Regions from separate parts of the Ovis aries genome. Here region 1 is linked to region 2. Evidence: chromatin contacts called from public Hi-C data. All regions are on one chromosome and are shown on one strand. The core of a region is the stretch at or near the end of the contact, and the rest is flanking DNA. Distances in the headings are between cores, read along the strand shown. Region 1 overlaps NCOA6 (nuclear receptor coactivator 6). Region 2 has its middle 28 kb from the start of AHCY.

Region 1 (4,816 bases), core at 1,477-3,976, 360 kb before region 2:
ATTCAAGATGGACATTAGAAAATATTTAGAAGGAAATAATGAGAATAGTTCCCCAGTGGCTCAGCAGGTTTAGAATCTGCCTGCCATGCAGGAGATGGCAGGTTCGATCCCTGTGTCAGGAAGATCCCCTGGAGGAAGAAATGGCAACCCACTCCAGTATTCTTGCCTGGAAATTTTCATGGACAGAGGAGCCTGGCAGGCTACAGTCCATGGAGTCACAAAGGGTCAGACACAACCAAGCACATAACATGGCAATGAAAATAGTACTTGTGAGATGTAGACTAGAAAATTTGACTCTCAGATATTTAGAGCAGACCTTATACTAGAGCTGTCTGAAAATTAAAAGACTTAAGTGTCTGACATAAGAATGAGAAAAAGAACAGCAAAGTAATAATTTAGGAGCAAGGAAATAATAAAGGTAAGAGCAGGAAAAATGGCAACCCACTTCAGTACTCTTGCCTGGAGAATCCCATGGACGGAGGAGCCTGGTAGGCTGCAGTCCACGGGGTTGCAAAGAGTCGGACACAACTGAGCGACTTCACTTTCACTTTCATGAATTAAAAAACCTAATGGAACAGAGCAGCAAAACCAGAAGATGTTTCTCTGAAAAGACAACTGAAATTATTGATCCTAGTAAGACAAGTAAGAGAGAGAGGCATGAGCAGTGTAAAGAATGAAAAAAAGTGTACTCTTTAAAGGGTGTATTTTATTATGGCATGTGAATTATATCTCAGTTTTTAGAAAGAATGGGAAAAAAAATTCCATGAATAACTTTATGCTAACAAATTTGAAAGCTTTGGCAAATTAACAGGTTTCTTGAAAGTATAATTTAACTGAAACTGACTTAGTAAGACATAGCAAATGAAAAATCTACAACTACTTAAGAAACAAAATAATCTGTCTCCCTGTGGATCAACTAGTATAACCACAGGCTCAGATGATTTTACAGGTGAATGTTACTAAATATTCAAAGAACAGATACACTTATTCTTTCAGAGCATAGAAAAAGAGAAAAGATGCTTTCCAGCTCACTTCGAAATTGTTTTCAATGTGATGCTAAAATTAGGACGAGAGCAGAGGATAATTATAAGTTGTTTTCACTTATAAAGGTAGATGCTATTAATAAATCCTAGAAAATCTAATAGTATCAGAAGTTAGCAAGATGTGAATCAAGAGGAGTTCTCAAATTGCTAGTGAAAGTATAAATAGGTATAACCACTTTTGAGTGCAGTTTACCAATATCTAGTAAAATGGAAGATGCTCATACTTTAAAACCTACTGATTTTAAGTATGTAATCTAAAGAGACTCTTACATGTCTATGGAATACAGGACAAATATATGCCATTGCAAAATTCTAAGGATGAAAACTTAGTGTTCATCAGCAGGCAAATGGCTGTATTAACTCCATAAAATGGGGCACTATTATAGTCAGGATGGGTGAATCTCAAAAAAATAGTATTAAGTGAAAAGGGAAATTAAACAATACATATCGAATGGTGTCACTTATACAAAGATTAAAAGCATTCAAAAAATGTATTACAGTTTATATATGTAGAAAAGATAAAAACTTGAAACTGTTAACCCAATATAAGATAAGGAGGGAATGGAATGAGATTGGGAAGGAGTAGGAGGCTTCTTATATATATTTCATATATATATGAAGCAGGCAGAGTAGGGCAGGGTTTACATTTAAATAAGGTAGACGATGGTATAAAAATTTTTTATACCTTTTTACATCTTTGAAATATTTCATTAAAAACAAGCATTGTGTCAATTCCAGTACTCTATTCTAGAGATTTTTTTTTTTTCTCTAGGGTTAATAAGGATGACCAGCCCTGCCACTGTTATGATACCCCAGGGTGGAAACGTGTCATCTTCCATGATGGCACCAGGCCCCAATTCAGAACTGCAGCCCAGGACTCCTCGCCCTGCTTCTCAGTCAGGTATTGACCTCCAACCTTTGAGAATTGAAGAGGCTGCACTCCCTGCACAGAGCATCATAGAATTCAGCTCTCTCTCTGATGCCAGATTTCTAACTGCTCAGCTGAAATGCTGTTCTCTATATAAAATCTACCTTAGTTTCTTCAAGCTGGAAGTCATTATTTCCTTTTCAAAATTTCTTCTCAGAGTTTCTCACTATTCTTATCAATTATACCCCAACATTCCTAAAAATGTATTCTCTGCTCCTCCAAACCGAGAATTCTGTAGTGAAGTAAATTTGGTTAATGTGTCCTACTAGATCCTCCCTCCCAGAGTTCCAAAAGTAACATGTTGGAAGCACTGGAAGTCCTATAGTGAAGAAACCTGTCTAAGGCTGTGTTAGGTCCAGTGTCTCCCAAACCTGATTGACTTTATTTTTTGTTTTGTTTTCTAATACTAATGAATATAGTCCCTCAGAATATGCTTTGGAGAATACTGCTCTGCATAGTTTGCCTGGCTCTTATATCCACTTTAGAATCATACGCTCTTTATAGACAAGATTCAGTCTTTCTCTCATCTCGATAGTTGTTTTGCATTATAGTAAATGCTCACAAACATTAAATGATACCAGAAGATTTTTCTCTGTTTTGCAGAATTGCCAAGACTCTAGGATTGCTCTAGAATCTAGGTTGCAGTAAGTTAATTATTGCTTTGTTGACTATCTTTAAACAGATGCAGTGGATCCACTCCTCTCTGGGCTCCATATACCACAACAAAGTCATCCCTCAGGATCTTTAGCGCCCCCGCACCACCCAATGCAGCCCGTCCCTGTGAACAGACAAATAAACCCAGCCAGTTTTCCCCAGCTGCAACAGCAGCAGCAGCAACAACAGCAGCAGCAGCAACAGCAGCAACAGCTGCAGGCAAGACCCCCACAGCAACATCAGCAGCAACAGCCACAGGGCATTCGACCCCAGTTTACTGCCCCAACTCAGGTGCCTGTTCCTCCAGGCTGGAACCAGCTGCCTTCCGGAGCCCTTCAGCCTCCTCCAGCCCAGAGTTCTCTGGGCACAATGACTGCAAATCAAGGGTGGAAGAAGGCTCCCTTGCCTGGCCCAATGCAACAGCAACTCCAGGCAAGACCATCCTTAGCCACGGTACAGACACCTTCCCACCCTCCCCCTCCATATCCCTTTGGCAGCCAGCAAGCTTCACAAGCCCATACAAACTTTCCTCAGATGAGCAACCCAGGCCAGTTCACAGCTCCTCAGATGAAGAGTTTGCAGGGAGGGCCCTCCAGGGTCCCGACCCCCCTGCAGCAGCCCCACCTCACCAACAAGTCTCCTGCCTCCTCACCCTCCTCCTTCCAGCAGGGATCCCCTGCTTCCTCCCCAACGGTTAACCAAACTCAGCAGCAGATGGGACCAAGGCCACCTCAAAATAACCCACTTCCCCAGGGATTTCAGCAGCCCGTCAGCTCTCCGGGTCGGAATCCTATGGTTCAACAGGGAAACGTGCCACCTAACTTCATGGGGATACAGCAGCAGCCACCAAATCAGGGGCCACAGAGCTTACATCCAGGCCTAGGAGGTGAGGAGCACTGGAGCTGTTTGTGTTGTGAATTGACTGGAGCTAGATCTTAGTAGCACTTCAATTTTTAGAGTTAATGGAGGGAGTGAAACGAGGATGTAACTATTTGGTTTTGTGAATATAGTGATGACACTTGATATGACTTAGTTAACTTGATACATTATGCAGCGTCTTACTGGTTATGTTTAAGCTAGTCCTCTGGATAAAAACGCAGGTAAAATTCAATATAGATATATGTTCATTTTGTTTTTCAAATATTTTTGCCTGATCTTGTACTAGTAAATTAAGGCGTCTGGAAGAATCATGGTTTTATTAACAACTTAAGCTGTTCCGCTGTTGAAAATAAGGTTATGCAATAGAGCAAAAATGAAAAGATAAGTGTAGGGTTTTGTTGGGGAAATGGCCCTTGTGGTTTTCAATTTTGGTAATCCTAGTTAGCAAAAATATTATTAGCATGGTATTTGTTAAATTTGCTTAAAGTATTAAAGGGGAGTAAGTTCAGAAATCATTGACTTTTACAGTTTTATAATGCCAATGCCTGCTCCTTAGAGAGGGAATTCCACCAGTTATACCTAAAGGAGATTTATTTATTTATTTTGTAAGGTGCCTCTTGTATGAAGAAAAAGCAATGGAGCTTAATGTGTGAGAGGTAAAACGATTACAGTAAAACTTATCCATCTCCATGTTTATTATTTATTCTTATTAATCATTGATCTAGTGCACATGAATGTGCTTGGAGCTTTTCAGTAAGGTATAGAGAGTGTAATACTGTCACCTGATAAACATACCCCCCCACCAAAAGACACCCATTGCCTATCCAGAAAAAAAAACCCTTGCATCTTTAGTGCAACATAGCAAAGGCATGTTCCCATGATTTCTGGTAAAATTAAATCGCTCATCAGTCTTTTCACTCTCTTGTAATTACTTTTACTGACATGCAGGCTGTAATATTTGAATCCTAAGAAGTTTTGAGAAAATGCAAGAATGTTTTGGCTCCAAACTTCACTGTTCTGGGCATCTAGCCTTGGATCAGTGGGGGCTGGGTAGTCCCTCCTGCAAATGTGATTACTGATATAATTACAATGGAAGCATGCAAATGGGGACTTGTCACTGCTAAAGAAAGGACAAATGCATATTTGTCTACAAAGCGTTTTTCAGGACATTGAAAATTTGGCCCTTAAATAAATGGACTAATTCAAGTGAGCTTAGGTCTTGATGCTTTCATAGAGCAAATGATGTGCTCACCTAGGTGATCTGGCCACATCCAGGCCTATGTTATAAACAGTGAATGGGTTCTGAGATTCT
Region 2 (4,808 bases), core at 1,469-3,968:
GGATGTGAGCCCTTCAGTTCCAGGCTTGCTCTCATCCACTGCAGTCTCTGTGATGGTTTAGGCAAGTGCAATCCCTTGAGTTTCCTCTTCTGTAATATGTGTAGGATCTCAGCTCTACTGACCTGACAGGGAGATTGTGAGGACCCATCCCAGAAGCTTGAGTTTAAGGGATTATTATTAATGCTTGAATTTTTAGGATCCAGGTTGGCAGCCAGAAGATAGGTAAACTGTAACTAATACATGAATTCAGCAAGTTGTGTAATGTGGGGACACCTGGCATAGGGACAAACCACTCAGTGGATGCTCTGCAGATAAGAATGACGTCCCATGTTCATTAGGATGATCCTGGACCATTGAGAAAACTTCAAGTCAGAGATCAGACTGGCAGGACAATTGAAGTGGGCCAGGGGTGGAGATATATATATTGGCCTGGAGGGCTTATACGCCATCTAAAGAGAACAACAAACATATAGCTCCTCTAGAACTGCTAATGTATAATGACGTAGTCTCAGTTGCCAGATCTGATAATTTTTATATATTTACTTATTTTAAAAATATCTATTTACCTGTGCTGGGTACAGCACAAAGAATCCTCAGTTGTGGCACTCAATCTCTTCACTTCACCGTGTAAGATCTAGTTCCCTGCCCAGGGTTCAAACCCAGGCTGCCTGCTTTGGGAGCTCAGAGTCTTAGCCATTGGATAACTAGGGAAGTCCCAGATCTGATCATTTTTAAAAGAGAAGGTAGAAACATAGACTGACAGGTGTGTTAGTCGCTCAGTTGCGTCCAGCTCTTTGCAACCCCATGGACTGTAGTCTGCCAGGCTCCTCTGTCTATGGAATTCTCCAGCAAGAATACTGGAGTGGGTAGCCTTTCCCTTCTCCAGGGGATCTTCCCGACCCAGGGATCGAACCCATCTCTTCCGAATTACAGGTAGATTCTTTATTGTCTGAGCCACCAGGGATGCCATGTGAATTCCCTCAATTGAAAAAAAAAAAAAAAAGTCAGTAAGTAACTAATTCAAAACATTAGAAAACAACAGTTTAGGAGGCAAACATCCTGAAGACTACCACATTCTAATCTCTGATCACATTTTTGTATCATCCATTCCAGTCCACAAACTTTAACCAGGTAGCTGCCCTAGGCCAGATCTGGAGCTGGACTCTGGGATGCACAGATGCCCAATATTGGGTGGCTGCCTTGGAGGAGTTTACAGCCTCCTGAGCTTTCCATTGTTTGTGGGAAATTGGGAAGTACATATAATACATTTTGGACTTCCCTTGTGGCTCAGTGGTAAAGAATCCGCCTCCCAAGCAGATTTGACCCCTGGATTGGAAAGATCCCCTGGAGTAGGAAATGGCAACCCACTCCAGTATTTCTTGCCTAGGAAATTTCATGGACAAAGGAGCATAGCTGGCCACAGTGCATGGGGTTGCAAAAGAGCTGGACATGGCTTAGCAACTAAACACACACACACAACACATTTTACAAAGCTGTGGGCCCAAAGCAAAACTGTGCAGTCCCTAAGGGGACACTGGAAGTTCTTCCTGTACAGTGGTTAGGACTTCGCCTTTTCAATGCTGAGGGTGTAGGTTCAGTCCCTGATTGGGGCACTGGAATCGCCGCAAGCTGTGTGGTATGGCCAAAAAAACCCCATACAGCTGACAATGATTTTTATCTCATAGGGCTGTTGAGGCGGTCAAACAAGGTTATCTGCAATGAGGGTTTGAAACAGTTCATGATGTAATCTGCTATCCCCCCCGCCCCAAGGCTAATGAGTTATCTTCTCAGTCCACTCTGGATGCTCTGCTCAGACCTGCCTTGGCGTGGATGATGTGTGTGGAAGTGGCTGGTGAGTCTTACTGCCCAACAGGAAGGAAGTTCCTTGAAGGCAGAGGCCAGGTCTGAGTCATCTGTGTTTCCCAGTAGCCTGCCCTTGAGACTATGGAATGAATGCAAGGGAAGAGGAAGGGAGGAACTTCATAAACAGCTCACAGATCACTGCCTCAACCCACAGGTCAAGGGCTCATCCTTGTTTAACACCCAACAGAGTGTAGGCAAGTGTCCGGACATGTGAGTGAGTATGTGAGAGTGTGAATGTGTATGAGTGAATGTGCGTATGTGTATTTGTACGTGATAGTGGGGAAGGAATTCAGGTGAGAATGGACGTGTGTGAGGGTTTGTACTGTGTTCATGCATAAACACACACGTGTTCACTAAGATGGCACTTCCAGGGGGTCAGGGTCTTCCCTTGTTCCTTCTCTTGTCCTAGCACTCTCAAAGGGTGGTGGGGTATAGGAGTGAGCACGCTGGGATAGCAGAGCAGCTCACGGCTTATCAGCAGAGGTTCTTGATCAGACATCATTGGTCTTCCTAACTCTGGGGAGATCAACCACCATAAGCCTCAGTTAAAAAAATGGGTATCACTGCAGCACCTATGTATAGGGTGGAGCATAGGAAATGTTGACTAATATCATTATGCAGGGTGTCACTATCAACATCCAGAGCAGATGCTTCCATGGTTAGTTGAAGGCACTCAAAACAAATCAAAAGGCTGCTCACTAACCATGTCCATCAAACTGTGAGTCTTAGTTCCTTTTGTGAGAGGAACTAAGGGCATAAAGTCCATTTTGCCTGTCTCCCAGGGTGACTGGAAGGTGTACGTGAGATCACAGGACTGCGGCAGGCTAAGCCAAAGCTAGAAGCAGGGTGCCCTCTCCTGGCACTATGGGGTAAAGGTTGGCTCCGGCCGGAGAGAAGCGGACCGCAGAGTGGGGATGCTGTCAAGACTCCCAGCCAAATGAGCACAGGGGAGGACAGCAGGCTGGGGGCCGCCTCCTCCCGCTTTGCCGCCCTCTGCCTGCCTCAGATCTCCCTTCAGGACTTCCTCCCTGACCTTAGACCAGACTGAGCCTGGCTGCTCTCAGAAGCATCCTGCATTCAGTTGGAGTCAGTATTCCTTTATGGGAGGCCTTAGGCAATGTCTATCTCTCCTCGAGGGAAAGGATCAGTCTGAGAAAGAAAAAGGAGTGGCAGCATCCCAAACTGTTGAATTCCTGGGATCCCCGGACTATGCTCCCAACGAATGTTAGAATAAAAGCATTGTAGAAGCCAGGCTGGAGTGGGAATTGACCCAAGAGGACACCCCGCCCCCTTGGTGAAGGCTTCACCCTCTATCAGGGACATGAAAGACCCGGATTCGGGGAGCTCCTGTCCCCCACCCCAAGGACAGCCAGGTCTATGGGCTGAAGAGACACCACAAGGTGGGCCCCTAGGCAGACATCTGGGAGCATTAATTCTTTTCACAAATACTGGGTGCCTTCTGTGCGACAGGCCTGGAGCGGGGCTTTGGGAATATAGCAGTGGGCAAAGCCATACATGTTCGTGTCGCTTCTGCAGGTGGTGAGACAATCAGACACACAATCAGACAATTTCAAGTTCATTATGTATAGTCGTACCTTCTTCTCATCCCAATTTTATAGATGGGAAGATTGAGACTCGGGGCACTCTGCTAGTGAGGAACATTCTCTTGTATTCTTTGAATCTGGAGGGCTCTTCCAAGGGGAGAAGTGAGTTGGTGGCTGGGCACAGCTGGTTCCCGGGACTCTCATTGGCTCCCTCACCATCCAGAACAGTCTGGGATGAGAAGGACTGAGGAGCAGGGTGGCAGAGGGGCTGTTTCAATCTCTCTAAGAAATCCCCCCATTTCTGTACTCTGCTGCCCAGCAGTGACATCCAGACCCCAGGAACATTTACAAACCTGAGAGGGCCTGGAGTTGGGGGCATGGAAGGAGCTGGGGAGCAGGGGAAACACCACAGGGGCCAAGCAGTGGTGAGGTCTTATTCTATCTCATCCTCATCAGTGGGGGTCCTCAGCATTCAGAATCCAACCCCCTGCCCCCATCTCACAGCTTCCCAATTAGTCCAGAGTCTGAGCAAGGCAGGCTAGAGGACCCTTTGGCCAATGGGCAGGCTTCCTTCCATTTCCGCCCCTCTCCACCCTCCAAACTGGGGACCTAATTGTCTGCAAAGCAAACACCCAAAGGACAGGTTCAAAGTTCGGGCAAAGAGGCCACAGGGCCAGCCCCGTCTTTACCTACTCTTTCTGGTACCCCTCGACCTCCTCAGAACCCAAGGACGGTGCCTGACCTGGGAGAAGGGGATCTGACAGTTACCTGTCCACTGCGGCTTTCAGCAGAATGGGTGGGGACAAGCCCCCTCACCCCACCAACCACTGGCAGCAGTTGTTTGTGTAACCAACCAGATAGCTTTCTATCTCTCTCTACATTCATATAAAGGCAAAAACCTATTTGTGTGTCCTTTTTTTTTCCCATTTACACAATAACACACTAGACACACTGGTCTGCTTTTCTTCACTTAACATTTCATCTTGACAATCGGTCGTTCCATATTATATAGGGAAACATCTTTTGTAAAAAGTGTTGCCAAAGTACTCCACCACATGGACTGGACTGTACCATTCTTTATTTCACAAGTATCCTACTGAAGGATGTTTAGAGTATTTCCAGTCTTTTTTTTTTTTTCCCAGTCTTTTGCTCTTAACATCATTTCGCCAACAAGTGCTTACCTCTTTGGGAAAATTTTCTGGAAGTGAAACTATTTGGTCAAAGAGTATGTGAATTTGTAATCTTGTTAGCTATTATCAGACTGTTGCCCATGAAAGCTGGACCAATGTACAACACAAAAAGCAATGTATAAGGTAGGCTGCTTCCCCATAGCCTCACCAAGAGACAACTAATAATTATCACACTTTTAAATTTTTATCAGTCTGATAAGTGAACTTAGAA

Evidence for each region. A called contact is a pair of places that touch in the nucleus more often than the background predicts.
Region 1: a contact with region 2 is called in a Hi-C map of hypothalamus, with 2.9 times the contacts expected there. The contact joins two enhancer-like sites. A contact is called at or near these places in 9 of 16 Hi-C or Micro-C datasets (blood, hypothalamus, liver and 4 more).

Annotation. Positions count from the first base shown.
Region 1 is chr13:64,082,306-64,087,121 of ARS-UI_Ramb_v3.0, reverse strand. NCOA6 (nuclear receptor coactivator 6) reads left to right here. Exons shown (of 14, transcript XM_060397729.1): 6 at 1,816-1,944; 7 at 2,654-3,511. Among named protein-coding and RNA genes, the nearest start is that of TP53INP2, 45 kb to the right of the region's middle. Within about 2 kb of position 2,726, at least 4 of the 54 cell types and tissues checked have an H3K27ac peak or open chromatin away from gene starts, as enhancers often do. A contact at or near this core is called in hypothalamus, where this site is marked.
Region 2 is chr13:63,724,556-63,729,363 of ARS-UI_Ramb_v3.0, reverse strand. No RefSeq gene overlaps it. Among named protein-coding and RNA genes, the nearest start is that of AHCY, 28 kb to the right of the region's middle. Within about 2 kb of position 2,718, at least 25 of the 54 cell types and tissues checked have an H3K27ac peak or open chromatin away from gene starts, as enhancers often do. A contact at or near this core is called in hypothalamus, where this site is marked.